Regions from separate parts of the Oryctolagus cuniculus genome. Here region 2 is linked to region 1. Evidence: chromatin contacts called from public Micro-C data. All regions are on one chromosome and are shown on one strand. Each heading gives the region's core, a stretch centred on a gene start, on an enhancer-like site or on the middle of the called end of the contact. The rest is flanking DNA. Distances are from core to core; before and after follow the strand shown. Region 1 holds the start of PPP1R35 (protein phosphatase 1 regulatory subunit 35). Region 2 holds the start of LRCH4 (leucine rich repeats and calponin homology domain containing 4).

Region 1 (4,834 bases), core at 1,321-3,820:
ACCAGGGAGTGCAGTGGAGGATGGCCCAAGTGCTTGGGCCCTACACCCTGCCATCAGATCAGCATGGTGCGCCGGCTGCAGCGCGCTGGCCACGGTGGCCATCAGAGGGTGAACCAATGGCAAAGGAAGACCTTTCTCTCTGTCTCTCTCTCTCACTGTCCACTCTGCCTGTCAAAAAAAAACAACAACAACAACAAAAAAAAAACTCTACTATGCTATCACAGCTGTCAGCCACACAATAGATAGACCAATAATATTTGCATTTCAGTTTTGACTCCTGTGTGTATGTTCGTGTTTTTATCAGCACAGTAAATGACCATCTCGACACCTAAGGGTCCCTGATGTCGCTCCTCTCTGACCACACCTAACTTCCTTTCCATCAGCTCTGCACTTAAGTCCTACCTACCATCTGGCAACCACTCAATCTGCCTTCTTTCTAAACTTCCGTCATTTCTAAAAGGCTGTCTAGGGGGCTGGTGCTGTGGCACAGTAGGCTAAGTAAGCCTCCACCTGCAGTGCCAGCATCCCAGAGGGGTACCAGTTCCCGTTCTGGCTGCTCCTCTTCCAGTCCAGCTCTCTGCTGTGGCCTGGGAAAGCAGTGGAAGATGGCCCAAGTGCTTGGGCCCCTGCACCCACGTGGGAGACCCAGAAGCTCCTGGCTCCTGATCGGCCCAGCTCCGGCTGTTGCAGCCATTTGGAGAGTGAACCAGCAGATGGAAGACCTTTCTTTCTCTCCTCTCTCTGTAACTATTTCTCAATAAATACTTTTTAAAGGGTTGTCTAAATGGAATCATACAGTGTGTAACCTTCGGGATTGGTTATTCTCACTCAGCATTAATCACTTGTTCACTCATCTAAGTTGTTGTATCAGTCATCTGTTCCTTTTTATTGCTGAGTATTAGTCTACGGTACAGAACATGCGTGGTTTAGCCATTTTCCCACTGAGGGACATTCAGGTGGTTTCCAGGTTTTGTTTTTATGAATAAAGTTGCTATGAGTATTTGTGTGCAGGTATTTAAGTGCTCAGAGGTATGGAATTTAGGGACAACATTTTGGGTGCCAAGAGTACTCACCAAATCTCACTGTTTCAAAGGGCTTTTCAGGGGACAGAATTATAATATGGGTAGTTTTTTCTTTTTCTTTTCTTTCTTTCTTTCTTTTTTTTTTTTTTTTTGACAGGCAGAGTGGACAGTGAGAGAGAGAGAGAGGTCTTCCTTTGCCGTTGGTTCACCCTCCAATGGCTGCCGCAGCCAGCGCGCTGTGGCCAACACACCGCGCTGATCCAAAGCCAGGAGCCAGGTGCTTATCCTGGTCTCCCATGGGGTGCAGGGCCCAAGCACCTGGGCCATCCTCCACTGCACTCCCGGGCCACAGCAGAGAGCTGGCCTGGAAGAGGGGCAACCGGGACAGAATCCGGCGCCCTAACCGGGACTAGAACCTGGTGTGCCGGTGCCGCAAGGCGGAGGATTAGCCTAGTGAGCCGCGGCGCCGGCCAATATAGGTAGTTTTAACTTAAGGCAAAACACACCATGAATTCATCTAGATTTCTATCCAAATGTAAGACTACAGAGATTTTACATATTAACTTTACATCTCCATCTCCTTTACCAAAATAACATCAACACTATCTTTTTTTTTTTTTTTAATTTGTTCATTTCAAAGACAGAGTTACAGAGAGGGAGAGGCAGAGGCAGAGAGAGGTCTTCCATCCGCTGGTTCACTCCCCAAATGGCCGCAACAGTTGGAGGTGAGCTGATCTGAAGCCAGGAGCCAGAAGCTTCTTCTGGGACTTCCTCATGGGTGCAGGGGCCCAAGGACTTGGGCCATCTTCTACTGCTTTCCTAGGCCATAGCAGAGAGCTGGATCAGAAGTGGGGTAGCTGGGACTTGAACCGGCACCCATATAGGATGTTGGCACTGCAGGTGGCGGATTTACCTGCTATGCCACAGTGCTGGCCCCTAAAAATTAGTTTTAGTTTCAGAAGAGTTCTCTTCTGTGTAATTATACCATCAACTGTGTAGTTATACCATCAACTAGATACACTTTTAGGTTAGTTTCACTCTGGTTTCTAGAGAATTTCAGAATTTTTATCATTTACAATCATATAAAATACATACATTTCCAAAGCCAAATATCCAAAATATAATGAGACATCTAGCCTCTCCTCTCTTCGTTCTTTCCTCATAAAAGTCATCATTAAAACGTAGACATATTTCGTTTAAAAAAATAAGTATATTTGTTTATCCACCCCCTTTTACGATTGAATAGGGGAGATAATGGACATATTTAAAAGTCTGAGAGGCACAGGGACAGAGAGCTGCCTTGTGCCAGTCCACTCCTCAAACGTCCACAGCGGCCAGGACTGGGCCTGGCCACGGTGGGCTCAGGGGACCCCATCCTGCTCACCCCGGGGGTGGCAGGGGCCCAGCAACTTGAGCCATCACCAGCAGCCTCTCAAAGGCGCACCTCTGCGGGAAGCTGGAATCCGAGCAGGGATCAGGGCATCCCGTCCCAGCGTCTTAAACAGCCCCCCGACATTTTCATATTCCTTATTTTTAGAGGCTTTTAGAAATTGAGGTCCTCCTTTATTTAAAACACACAAAAAACTGCACTCAGCGAAGAGATTTGTTTTATTTATTTATTTATTTATTTGGACAGGCAGAGTGGACAGTGAGAGAGAGAGAGACAGAGAGAAAGGTCTTCCTTTTTGCCGTTGGTTCACCCTCCAATGGCCGCCGCGGCCGGCGCGCTGCGGCCGGCGCACCGCGCTGATCCGATGGCAGGAGCCAGGAGCCAGGTGCTTTTCCTGGTCTCCCATGGGGTGCAGGGCCCAAGCACCTGGGCCATCCTCCACTGCACTCCCTGGCCACAGCAGAGGGCTGGCCTGGAAGAGGGGCAACCGGGACAGAATCCGGCGCCCCAACCGGGACTAGAACCCGGTGTGCCGGCGCCGCTAGGCGGAGGATTAGCCTAGTGAGCCGCGGCGCCGGCCAAGATTTGTTTTTAAAATAGATGAACACTTTAGGGAATTCTCGAAGGAGAAAAAAAAAAAAAAAAATCCCGGGAGAGCGCCCGGGGCTGGCGGCAGCGAGCCCCGCCCCGCGCGTACAGGGAAGCTCCGGTCCCAAACCAGAGGCCACGGGACACCGGGAGATGCCGTGGGGCGGTCGAGAAGCGGAAGCACTAGATCGTTAGGTTAAAGCTGCCCCACGTGGATCCCCAACAGGGAGGGCTGACACACTCGGCCCTCCTCAGAAGCCGGGAGAAGGGAGCAACCGGCAAAGAACGCCGCGAAGGAGAAATGGCCCAGATGAGGACCCGTAGGGCTTCTACTCGGCTCCGCTCGAAGCCCCGACTTGGCGGAAGCTGGGGGGCGGGACAACGGAAGTGACGATTGGCAGCGCCGTAGGGTGGGCGGGGCGCGCCCGCTCCGGTGGTGGAGCGCTAACGGTTTCCGGCTGCCGTGCCGGGGAGGGGAGGGGGAAGCGCAGGGGCGAGGCTGTGTGCTCGTGACCCTTGGCCCGTGCGCCCCCCTGCACCCCCGCAGTTACTCCGACATGCTGGGCTGTGGGGAGTCAGAGCTGGAGTCGGTGGAAGGGGATGAAGCCGTGGTGGCCCCAGGACTGCCCCCAGAACCCCGGGCCCCGGAGCCGCGAGCCCCACTACCGGAGCCCGGCCTGGATCTGAGCCTGAGTCCGCGTCCGGAGAGCCCCGAGCCGCGCAGCGGCAGCCCCAGACGGCCGAAGGGGCAGGCGGAGCGGCGGGGTGGGGCTCGGAGGGGGCGGCAGGTGAGCGGCGGGAGCGCCCGGCCCCCGGCCCGCCGCCGGGCCCGCGCCCACCCCTTCACGGCCCCGCTCTCCGCTTCCAGGTCCGGTTCCGCCTGGCGCCGCCCTCCCCGGCCCGGCCCGAGGCGCCGCGGGAGCTCGAGCACCCCGCGCTGCACAGCAGCCTGGCCCTGGGCCTCGAGCTGCGGGCCGCGCGCGCTGCGGCGGGGGCTCAGTTCGACGCCGCGAAGGCCGTGGAGGAACAGCTGAGGAAGTCGTTCCGGCTCCGCTGCGGTGTGGAGGACAGCGTGAGCGAGGGTGAGGGGCGCAGGCGGCCGGCCGGGGCCGGGGCCGGGAGCAGGCGGCCCGCGCTCCGCTTACCGTCGGCCCTCCTGCGCACCCAGGCTTGAACGTGCCGCGCTCCAGGCGGCTCTTCCGGGACCTGGTGAGCCTGCAGGTGCCGGAGGAGCAGGTTCTGAACGCCGCCCTCAGGGAGAAGCTGGCGCTCCTGCCGCCCCAGGCTCGAGTGCCGCCCCCAAAGGTGGGCTTTCCCCCCAGTGCCCTCCCCCCCACCGCGGCAAATCCCCCCGGCCCCTCCTCCCCGAGTGTGAGCCTGCCTCGGACCCCAACTTCCAACAGGAGCCTCCGGGGCCAGGGCCAGACATGACCATTTTGTGCGACCCAGAGACGCTGGTCTACGAAGCTCCACACCTGCCCCTGGACGGGCTGCCCCCGCTCCGCCTTCAGCCCCGGCGCCGCCCTCCGGAAGACACCTTCCTCATGCATCGGACGCTCAGGCGATGGGAGGCTTAGTCCGAGGACCCGGGCTGCTGGGTCCTGTTTTTGTGTTGCTATTTTTTCAGAATAAAGTTGTTTGGCTAACAAATGGGACGCTTCAGATGGGGCCGAAGTCCCTCCAGGGCTTTGTCCACTTAGCTCCAGCTTGGAAGCTCCTGGGGAGTTTTGGGCCCTCATGTTTAGGACCTTGGTTAAGTGATGTCAAGCGAAAAACACTGCCAGTCAGGGGCCTAGATGCTGTACCTCCCCTCGCCTCACCATTATTTCAGAAA
Region 2 (4,834 bases), core at 1,501-4,000, 150 kb before region 1:
CGTCATCGGCAGCCCCTGGGCGGTCTGGCCCCAGCGCTTCACCCTCGGCGGCGCCCCCCCCCCCCGCCCCGAGGACTCACCAGCTCTGGGGGGAACAACTGAACAGAGACAGGGCTCCCTCTGCCCTGCTTCTCTTCACCCCCAGGCTCCGGGCCACAGGAAGGGCAGGTCCGCTTCACCTGCCCAGAGAAGGGGGATGCGTGGTTCTACGGGGGTCTCGCTTCGTCCTCCCTCCTCTGTTCCTCTTCCGTGGGTTCCCGTCTTGGGGCTCCTCTCAAACCGGCTCTCTCCAGGTCCACTGGCCACCCCTCCCCCAGCTCTGGCTGCCCTGAGTTCCCTGCCCTGCCCTTGCCTGGCCACCCCCTCACCCTGAGCCCCTCCTCCCGTCCGCACAGCCCAGTGAATTTTTGCAGCTTCCGTCTCTGGCTTCTCCTCACCATCCTGACTGCCCCCTCCCTGCTCCTGCCCTCATCTCTCTGGGCCCCTGGGCCCCCCGTACACAGTTCCCTGGCCCCCGGCCCTGCTGCCTTTCCCACACCATGTCCCCTGCCTGGGCTTGGGGGGCTTTTAGGGCCCCTCTGCCTTCAAGGCCCCTCCCTCATGGAGTCTGGGGCAAACAAACCTCTCTGTGACCTCACTGTCCAGCCACTGTGACCTGTTCCCCTTAACCTGGCTCTGGACTTTATCTTCTAGCTCCTGGGTTCCAGCTCAGCTCTGGCCACCTGACGACTCATAGAATGTGCATTTGAGTGGAGAAATAAAGTCTGTGTTCCTGGCAGACGAGGCCTGTACTTTCGGGACCTGCAGGAGGTTTTCCCACTTGAGGCCCTTGTAGCACCGATGCTGCAAAGAAACACTGCAGAACCCTTGACGCCTGAGCAGGCTGGGGCCTCTTGGGGACCCGGGCCAGGCCCACCCAGCTCACAAAAGCATGCACGGGATGGGAGTGGGAACAGTTCAGCACAAATTCTGCACAGTCTCGCGAAAGGCTAAAGCAGACCGCGTTCTTAGTATGGACACTGCACGTGTGAAGACAACCTAGTGAGGTAGGAGAAAGGGATGACCTGACTGTGACAGCTTAGGACACCTCCCAGAATCTGAGCTCTTAGCTTTGTCTTATGGGGGGCGGGCGGGGGGGGGCATTTACGAGGAGAAAGCACAGGAGCTGGTGTTGTAGCCATCCAGGTAGGGGCCAGAGATGTGCACCAATAAGTCCCAGGCGTCGCTGACTCTTCCAGGGGCCCATAGCAACCCAGTCCTGCTGGCCAGCGAGCTCCTCTGTGCAGGGCTGCATAGACCGTTTCGTTAGCTGCGCTGGCGAACAAGCTGTCCACCACGCCATCTGACTCCCTTGCTCACGGTGACAAGCAAACACCTAGTTTGCAACACCCAAGATGGAATGTTCACTTAACAGATGTTCAGGAAATCAGCAGTAGGGACGCAGCGTCATCAGCCATCCTGTGGCTGGGCCACGGACAGCACAGAAGTGGCCTCTCGGTCGCTGATGGCGCTACCAGGATGCTACCAACTCCGAGAAGGCCATGTTTTGTCTCGCATCTCAGTCCCCCTCCTCTTTCTCCATTTTAGCCCATGGAGCAAGCAAGAGGTGGTGTCACTGTACAAAGTGGGGGGGGGGGGGCGCTGCGTGGAGCACTGGGGGTTGTCAGGAACTTGCAGGCTGCCCTCTGCCTCAGTTTCCTGATTTGGAAAACGAAGAACTTGTTCTCATTCTGTCACGGGGCTAGTGTAGGCTCACAGCGGGTTAAGCCCGGGCTGTAACCCCATCGTCCCACATGAGCGCCAGTTCGAATCCCGACTGCTCTACTTCCCAGCCTGCTCCCTGCTAAGGTGCCCGAGAAAGCGGTGGACGATGGCGCGAGTTCTTGGGCCCCCGCCATCCATGTGGGAGACGCGAATGGAGTTCCAGGCTCCTGGCTTCCGTCTGGTCCTGCCCCGACAGCTGTGGGCATCTGGGAAGTGAACCAGTGGACGGAAGATCTCTGTCTCTCCCTCTCTTAAAAACAGAAAGCCCAGGTCTGGTCATCACGACTGCGGCCGCGCGGAGCTGCTCGGGCTGGGTGTCTACAGCCCCCAGGAAGCCGCCCGCCCGGGACCCGAGATCCTAGCGGCCCCTCAGCCTCCGCAGCCAGAAACGGTCCCCGCGGTCCCTTCGGCTGCGACAACGGCCTGCACACTGGCTCCCTGGCTAGCTCCCTAACGCGTCCAGCGTGCGCCACGCTACTTCAGCCCCCGCACTGCTCTCTCTCGGCCAACCCGGCACGCCTCCCTCACATTCTTTACCTCAAAGTTCTAGCTCACCCGCCTCCTCCTTAGCGAAGGGACCGCCTTCTCGCCCATGCTACTGGTAGGTAGGCCCGTCCCTCAGAGAAAGAGGCTGGGCCTGATTTCCTCCGAAGGATCTAATTGGTCTTCTCGACAATCACTCGTCTGTATCTGGCTTGCAATTGGATTTCCTTGGACGAAGCCCTGGGCGGCCTGCGGCTTCTAGTCTCCGCCTCTATTCCATCTAGAGGAGCCCCGTCGTCCCCGCCTCCCGGTTGGACCTGATTGGCTCCATCGCAAGCCATCTAAGCACGGTGATTGGATACGGCTGCGCGGGGCGGGCTGGGCTTGGAGCGTCGGCCGTTAGCGTGCGCTCCATTCTAGTCCCCCTCCCATCCCGCTCCGGGCTCCGGGCACAGAGGCTCCGCCCCCCGGCGGGCTCTGATTAGCCGCTTCCGTCGCGTCTCGGGCCCACGATTGGTCCGCTGGTCCGTGACCCCGCTTCCTCCCCCTCGAGACGACTACGGCAGCCCCGAGGAGGGGGAGGGGGACGGAGGGACGGCCGGTCCCGTCAGTCAGGCCGCGGGAGCCGCCGGGAGCGGATGGCGGCGGCGGTAGCGGCCCCACTCGCCGCCGGTGGTGAGGAGGCGACGGCCACGATCTCCGTGCCAGGGTCTCCTGGTCTGCCCGGGAGCCGCAGTGCAGAGCGGGCCCTAGAGGAGGCCGTGGCCACCGGGACCCTGAACCTGTCTAACCGGCGCTTGAAGCACTTCCCCCGGGGCGCGGCCCGCAGCTACGACCTGTCCGACATCACCCAGGCTGGTGAGTGGCTCGGGCCCCGGGCCCCGGGCCCGACTGGGACCATCATTTGCATAGCCTCGCCCCCACTCTTGCCCCGCCCCTCCGGGAGCCCAGCCCGCCCCTTCACCTGGCTGTCGGGAGCCCCCGCCGCTCCCGAGTGACATCAGCCTGCGAACACCCCCTCCCCGTTGTAGGACCCCTTAGACAATGAACACTTTCCTCGGTTGCACTGGACGCCTAGCGTTTCGGGCCTTGCGTTGTCAGGCACTCGCTTTATTTGCATACCTGCGCACCTGTAGAAGGGTCCCGCCCCTCACCTGGTTGGTTCATTTGCATGACCTTCCACCTCAGTTCTGATCGTTCCATAAAGCAGCCTCCGCGAGCGCCTCTAACCATTCCTTCTGCAACTCCTGCCCCCTTTTCACCGAGATCCGAGCAGCCCCGGGCACCCCCTTGGCGTGCCTGGTGGTCCCGGACCACCTGATGCATCTGCTTGCTTTGCCGGGGTCCCGCCCACCAAGGTCCCCCAGCCAGCCAATGGGAAAGGAGCAGGTCTCCGGGCTCCCCTCACTCTTTTCTCCCTAAGCTCTTCCGCCTGTTTGCCCGAGCCCTCGTCCCAGGCTTTTCCTCGTCCCCGCGCTGTGAGGTCACTGCGGGGCCTGTGACTTCATAGGTGTCCTGGAATTCCCATGGCAGTTTCTGCTTTCCCAAGGGGGAGGAACTGAGGCAGTGGCTGAGAGGAGGGAGGGCTGGCAGTGCCGGGCCAGCTCAGGGCTCCCCTCCACCCTCGTGCCTGTTGGTGCTAGGGGGTGGGAGACTCTGCCGTGACAGGTGAGTCAGGCCACAGCTGCCCAGGACGCAGCCTCTGCTCTGGCGCTGGCAGCTGGGGGGTGGGGACCAGGAGCAGGGCGGAGGCCCGCATTCCCTGCTGGGGTGTGAAGAGGCCTCCCTCGGCCTCTCCTCCCTCAGTGGGGCTGGGCCGAGGAGCGCATTGCTTCTCCAGCAGGTGCCGGCTCACCTGCGTGGGTCGTGGGTCGGCTGGCCTGGACACGCTGTCGCCCTTTCAGCCTCTCCGCTTGCCTCGCTGGCTGTGCAGTGAGTTGGGGAACGGGGTGAGCCCCAGGGGCCGTTCCCATCCCTCAGTCCTGCCCCCCCCAACCCCCAGCTCCAGATTGACCTCAGCAGCTGTGTGACACTCGCCCCTCCCCCTCGCTTGTTTTTTGACAAAGACCAAATGTTATTCTTTACTTCCTCAGGGCTCTGGCTCAGTGAGTGGACTCTTGGGGAAAACTACCCAGAACTCCCAGCTCCCGCCCCCCCCCCCCCAGCATTCCGGCTCTGGGTGCAGCAGATGCTTCTGTGTGCTCTCTGGGGAGGTCCCAGCTTCCTGAGAATCCCCAGCAGTTAGCCCTTTGGGGCCCAGGTTCGAGACCAGGTGGGGTCCATCTCGGGTCCAGAACGCTCTCCTCGGTGCCCCTCCCCACCGCAGGGCACTCATGGCCTGGGGCAGAAAGGGGAAGTGACACAAACAAAGCTGCCCATACCCCGTCCCGAAAGGCTGCTTGCCCACCACCCAGACAGGAGGCCTCCGAGCTCCGCTGCCCCAGCCACTCTGAACACCCCCTCGCCATCCCTGTCTCCCCGGGGCCGGTCCTGATATCCCCTGGACTCTGTTCCCTGGCGGGGGGAGGGGTGCCTCCAGCAAAGGAGAAGTATGGCTCCTTCTCTCACAGACCACATCCTGTGCCCC

What was found. A called contact is a pair of places that touch in the nucleus more often than the background predicts.
Region 2: a contact with region 1 is called in a Micro-C map of ear pinna, with 3 times the contacts expected there. The contact joins the promoter of LRCH4 here to the promoter of PPP1R35 in region 1. A contact is called at or near these places in 2 of 6 Hi-C or Micro-C datasets (ear pinna and an unstated tissue).

The regions. Positions count from the first base shown.
Region 1 is chr19:42,647,717-42,652,550 of mOryCun1.1, reverse strand. PPP1R35 (protein phosphatase 1 regulatory subunit 35) reads left to right here and starts at 2,570. Exons shown (of 3, transcript XM_070064436.1): 1 at 2,570-3,788; 2 at 3,869-4,082; 3 at 4,404-4,834. The coding sequence starts at 3,558.
Region 2 is chr19:42,796,227-42,801,060 of mOryCun1.1, reverse strand. LRCH4 (leucine rich repeats and calponin homology domain containing 4) reads left to right here and starts at 2,750. Exons shown (of 18, transcript XM_051847704.2): 1 at 2,750-3,105. The coding sequence starts at 2,886. It overlaps FBXO24 (F-box protein 24), which reads right to left and starts at 2,651. Exons shown (of 10, transcript XM_017342581.3): 1 at 2,320-2,651; 2 at 81-179. The coding sequence starts at 2,358.